Regions from separate parts of the Zea mays genome. Here region 1 is linked to region 2. A link is a contact called in public Hi-C data. All regions are on one chromosome and are shown on one strand. Each heading gives the region's core, a stretch centred on a gene start, on an enhancer-like site or on the middle of the called end of the contact. The rest is flanking DNA. Distances are from core to core; before and after follow the strand shown. Region 1 holds the start of LOC103639137 (inactive beta-amylase 9). Region 2 holds the start of LOC103639133 (SAC3 family protein C).

Region 1 (3,170 bases), core at 164-2,663, 240 kb before region 2:
GCAAGAACACAGTACTATGCTCTATGTTCAGTTAGGGTGTGTTTCTTACCAGAGAGCCAGGCTAGCAAGCTAAGGCTGACTAGCCAGTCTTGCTTTGCATGGGATAATAATAGGAGAAAACCATTTGTGTGGTTCGCCTGCCTATCTAAGATCTTGGCAGGATAGTTTTGGTACTGTCGCCTCTTCTGTTGGGGTGTTTTTTAGATCTATCGCCTCACACCATTCGTCCATGCTGACATCTTCATTGAACATCTAATGCTCTCGTCGGACCACCGCACTCGCTGCTGCCGCCTTGCTCGCGTCTCGCCGACCCTCCCCTCTCATTTCAGTTGGACAGGCTGCAGGTGGTGTGGCCGAGGCCCGGCCTGCCCCACGATGACCGTGAGGGGACGCCAGTGCTGCTTCCTAGCCAAGTCCGGCCAACTGGATCTGGAAAGGCCCGCCCCTTGTTTTTTGTCGGAGCCTGGCCTGAGCGTGGCGTGGTCACGAAGCCAGGCTACATGGACGGTCGTCTCCTGCCGTTCCCAGCTGCTCCTTCATCAGCATCGGACCAGTAGATTTGAGCAGACGCAAGCATTTGGCAAAGTTTTTGGGTTCTTGTTCAACTTGGAAAACCTCGGATGAAGCTGATCTTTAGATTTGCTGCAAAATTTCCGTGTATATATTTTCTCACGAGAACTCATCCGATATTAACATTTTTTTTGCCATGAAAGGAGACGTGTCCACGGCATCTCCCATCATGGATTCCCCTTCCCCAGACTGGTTGGTCCTGGATCGATATCCAAAAGCAGCTTCGCATGGCGCGGAAAGCCACCACCGTCGCATGCAGACCGCAGGAAGAGCCCGGAAACGAACGCATCGTCCCCAAAATCGGCGGCGCGGCGCCGTGAACCGGTGGCCACAAACGCGGCTCGGGTCAGCGATTCTTCGCCTCCCAGCCACACCCACACCTACACGTCGGCGACACGCGGGCACGCGCCCGGCTCCGTATACCCTAGTCTGCGTGGTGCCTCCGCGTTCCTACGTGGCGCCCTTATCCACAAGTTACTATGGATGGTGCCGAGTGACGGAAACGCCCTCAAACTGTCCCCACGTTCCGAGGAAGAGTGTCGGATCCGCCAGGGCCCACGCTCCGACGCTCGTCTTTTCCAAGGTAGTCCCACGGTCCCACCCGCACCCACCTCGTCATTCGACCTGGGCGGCAAGTATCTCTGACGCGATAGAGCGGGAAGGCCCCACCCGCTAGTGAGGCGGTAAGAGCACACGGCGCAGGAAAACCCGGCGATAAACTTGCCTAGCAAGTAGCACCTGACCTCCTGCATTATTTGCGGCGCGCTGGCCTCCTGCATTATTTGCGGCGCGCTGGACTCCTGCCACGTGGCACCGCCCTACTGTTCCTCGGCTGTCACCTGCCCTGCTCTCGTCTCCCATAAATAGGCCCGCGCGAAAAATTGGGTGCAAAAAATCTGTACCACTACTACCGCCAAGCGAACCAACCAGAAAAGTGCAAAGCGCAGCGACCGACGCGTCCCGACCAGCTGCTGACGCGGCAGACACAGGGCACTAGGACAGCAGCCAATAATGGAGGCCGCGCTGATGCACCAGACGGCGGCAACGGTGCCTGCGAGGTGGCGGTGCGTGGGGGACGCGTCGCGGGCTGGCCGCGGCCAGCAGCTAGCCGGCGTCGTCCGGCTCGGCGCGGCGCGGCGTGCAGCCAGCGGGGCTCTCCCTGTCCTCCGGGGCAGCAGGCTGCCGGGCCCCGTGCGGGCGCTCGTCTCCGAGTCCGAGTCCGAGGCCGCCGCCGAGCGGGCGGCGGATGGCGCGGTGAGGCTGTTCGTGGGCCTCCCCGCGGACGCGGTGGTCTCCGACGGCCGCGGGGTGAGCCGCTCCAGGGCCGTCTCGGCGGCGCTGCGCGCGCTCAAGCTGCTCGGCGTCGACGGCGTGGAGCTGCCGGTGTCCTGGGCCGCCGTGCAGCCCGGGTCCGGGGCCTGGTTCGAGTGGGCCGGGTACCGCGCCGTCGCCGCCATGGTCCGCGACGCGGGGCTCGACCTCCGCGTCTCGCTCCGCACCGACGGCGACGCGCTCCCCGAGTGGGTGGCCGACGCTGCCGCCGCCGACCCCGACGTGCTCTTCACGGACCGCTCCGGGCGCCGCCGCGTCGGGTGCATCTCCTTCGCCGTCGACGAGCTCCCAGTGCTCGTCGGCAGGTCGCCGCTCCAGGCCTACGAGGCCTTCTTCCGCAGCTTCGCTGAGGAGTTCAACGACTTGTTGGGGTCAACAGTTACGGTAAGACAAATCCAAGATTTCCTCGTTTAGTTTCTTTTAGTTTGGGAAACTAAATCTTTTTTCTTAAGCTTAACTAGGTATATGCTCGTGCGTTGCAACGGACGACACTTATACACGCATAGATCATTATTTAGTGTTACTATCAAGAATCAACTTAACAATCGTAACAAATGTCAAAGTCTGTCATTTCGAACAATCAAAATGAATGCCTCACGATTGAAGGCCCTTTCTTTACCTCCTCTGTTTTTACTCCACGCCTCACGCCTGTTTATCTAGAAACATAAATATCACTTGCTCTGTTCTTAGTACTCACTTCCATTCCCTGTGCCCAAAGAGTTTAAAAGTTAATCACAGGTGCTACAGACATCATCATACCAGCCAAATCAGAAAGAAAGTTAAAAAAAGAACTTGCTTTCTGCTCTTTCTGAATTCGACGGTGCCATTGGTTTCTGTGTTCAGAAAATGGGAACTGTATGTATGTTCTGGCCTCTGCATCCTCAGCGCACTTGGCATCTCTTTTGTTACCACTGCACGTCATCGTAAACGCAGGGTCGATGGTTTCAGCCTTTGAAGTAATAAGGGGTGTTTGAATGCGCTAGAGATATTACTTAACTGTTTAAATTAGCTAAAGACATCAGCTAATAGTTCAACTATTAGTTATTTTCAGCAAATTAGCTAGTAGTTAACTAACTATTTATTAGCTACCTAATTCTCCTAGCGATTTTTTATTAATACGATGCAAGCTACCAAAAGATATTACATGGTAGAAATATTAAGAATAATGTACATGTAGAAAAGTGGACCTACACGATAATCATTAGAATGACATCTCAGTAAGCAATGAATCCAAGTGTTTGCACGACACTAAAAAGAGCACAACAAAA
Region 2 (2,762 bases), core at 244-2,743:
TTCAAGCCACAGAACCCTAATGTCGTGGTACGATAGGCCACGATAGCTAGGGCCATACTGCCCTATCGACTCCAACATGATCTCCCAGCTTCTTGAGTTGACCACGTTCGGTGGAATATTGTTCTCGTACAAGAAATCGACAACGTAGTCATCAACAATTTGTTGGGCCTCCTTCCCTATCTTCGTGCAGTGCTCTAGAGTGGACTGGGAAGCTTTGTTGTTGTGTCGTTCAGCAATCACTTCTTCTGGGCTCTTGCAAAGCATGGCAGCTACTGATTTTCTACCTTTTTGAGTAGTTGGCTTCGGAGGAGCAGAGACAACAAAGGAGCATCGTCTTCTCCTTCTATACCTTCATCGTCATCCAAAACAAGTGCAGACCTTGTGTTCTTCTTAAGATAAGCTCGCATGTCCTTTGAAACAACCTCTGGGACCCTTGCACACTTCATCGTATCGCCCAATCCGCCGACGAGGTGCTGTTTGAACCTCTTTATTCTAGAGGGCACCACTTTCATGCAAAAGATACATTGCACGAACTCCTTCTTAGACGGATCATGCCACCAACCGAACTTCCAGCCAGGTCTTGTGACTTAGCCTTCTGCTTCGAATCGTTAGCTTGTTGAGCAAGGTCTGAAGGCAGACCTACTATTGCCTTGTCAGCAAGCGTGCTTGAGTCTGCAGCAGTTGACGACGCCGACGGAACATGGTTTGTGCTGCCGTTCAACCACAGAGGACGCCTTCCCTCGAGCAATTTGGGACTACGAGAAGATGACTTGAACAGCAATAGCACGACGTCCATCACCATGATGTCCATGCATATCTGCGACGTCAAACATCTTAATAGCAGCTCTGCCTCCAGAGTCCAGACCTTGCTGAACAAAGAGGAATGAAGAACAGAGGGGGGAGAGAGCAGAGAACAAAGAGTGAAGAATAGGCAAAAGCAACACAACATCCATACCTTCAGAAGAGCTGCTCATCTTCAGTTGGACTGCTCAGTTGCTGTTTTCGCGACTAAATTGGCGGAGAAGGTTGTTGTTGCTACTGACTACTCACGTCTAAAATGGCTTTTGGCCTCCCAGACAACATTTAAAGGACTGGCTGACTGCTCAAGAAGGGATTGGACGTCCTTGGCCTCCTCGAGACAACATTTAAGCCTAAAATGGCTTTTGGACTACCAGGCTTATCGACTGATCGCTCAACACGGTGATTAATCGCTATAAATCGCGATTAGGCGGACGATAAGGACGATCAACTACCCTGATCGAATCGTTACCTCTTATCGAGCACTAACAACCGATCAGACCGACTAATCGCGACTAATCACGATTAGTCGGACGATACGTAATCAGAGATAGTGAACACTATTATGTCCAAGAGATGTGCCGAATAATTGATATGGAACACTATTCATGTTTCCTGCAAATCCAACGATATGATAGAAACAAATCCTTTACAAACATCTCCCTTCGTATAATTCCTTCAGAGAGACTGCATTGCAAAAAGTGACCACGAGGCAGTTTAAACAGTTGACTGAGCCGCTACTCCAGCTGGCTTCTTCGGCCATTTGCGAAGTACCTCCCCAGCAGGCCAGGGCCTCGAGAGCCAGTTAGCCATGGATCGCCGCGGCGAGGCGAGCCACCGTGGCCGGAGTTCCTACCGCGGCCGAGGCTGGCGAGGACGCGGACGCGGCGGCGGCCGCCCCTCCCCATCACCACCTTCCTCCACCGCCTCCCCTGCGGCGCTCAACCCCGTCCCGTCTCTGACCCCGGCCGTTCCTGTCGACGACGCAGCGCCGATCATGGGCACCTGCCCCGACATGTGTCCAGGTAACCCCTCCGCTCACATGGGCGCCAGCCTCTGTTCGGCGAAGGCGATGAAACCAGCCGGCAGCCGGGTTGGTGTTGCCGTGGCGCCAACGCGCACCACCTGTTCGACCAAATTGCGCGAGCTGCAGCTCAGTTGGATCAATTGTCGCCTTGTCGGTGCTTGGGCTTATGGCTGCCGTGTTTTCCGTTGCAGCGAGGGAACGAGCGCAGAGAGAGCGGCTGAGGGACCTGGCTGTGCTTGAGCGGGTGGACGGCGACCCCGCGCGCACGTCTCTCTCCCTCGCCGTCAAGAAAGTGAGTCATCTATTCGCTCATGCTTATACCCTTTTCCTGTTGGCCCTGCGTCTATTCATGCTAATGTGTAAGGTTAACTCTTTCTTGCTTGTCCTTCTGCCCGTATATGCTTGACTGCTTGTAATCTTCCCCCGATGCAAATGGCCTAACCAGCTTGGCTTTTCCGTGTGTTAGTTAGGTTAGCTCTGCTCTCTGTGGATTTATGGCGTTGGATGCTATTGTTGATGGAATTGTCAACTTTTTTCTCACAGGGAGATCCATGCGTTAGGAACCGTGGCTGCAACTGGTGAACTCTTTACGTTAGTTGCCAACTTTTGTTGCATTGCATATGCCACCCATGACAGCACCTGCCTTCATATGCAAATGGTCCTACATATATTAGTTAGGCTAGCATTTCCTTTTGCTTTGGGATTCCCTCTTTTTCAACTTATCAGATAGGAGACAATCCTGTGTGCCTGAAAAGCTCAAATGGAAGATCAGCAAAGGATAGGCCTTTGTAAAAGAATTCTGCTTAACTTAATTTGCCATCAGACTTTCAGAGAAAGAAGAATGTGTTTGATAGTAGGTGATGGTAAATGATCAAAGAGCTTTTCTGTAGCAGTGGAGCAGCCTAGCAGATCATTAGAGACACATATGTTTTTGTCA

Evidence for each region. A called contact is a pair of places that touch in the nucleus more often than the background predicts.
Region 1: a Hi-C map of bundle sheath shows a contact between it and region 2, with 2.6 times the contacts expected there. The contact joins the promoter of LOC103639137 here to the promoter of LOC103639133 in region 2. A contact is called at or near these places in 2 of 25 Hi-C or Micro-C datasets (bundle sheath and ear).

Annotation. Positions count from the first base shown.
Region 1 is chr9:135,141,798-135,144,967 of Zm-B73-REFERENCE-NAM-5.0, reverse strand. It overlaps LOC103639137 (inactive beta-amylase 9), which reads left to right and starts at 1,413. Exons shown (of 2, transcript XM_008661933.2): 1 at 1,413-2,286. The coding sequence starts at 1,582. It overlaps LOC103639136 (a long non-coding RNA gene), which reads right to left. Exons shown (of 4, transcript XR_002264891.3): 3 at 2,662-2,813; 4 at 2,451-2,608. LOC103639138 (a long non-coding RNA gene) reads left to right here. Exons shown (of 2, transcript XR_559253.4): 2 at 1-203.
Region 2 is chr9:134,901,261-134,904,022 of Zm-B73-REFERENCE-NAM-5.0, reverse strand. LOC103639133 (SAC3 family protein C) reads left to right here and starts at 1,493. Exons shown (of 8, transcript XM_008661929.4): 1 at 1,493-1,823; 2 at 2,017-2,117. The coding sequence starts at 1,610.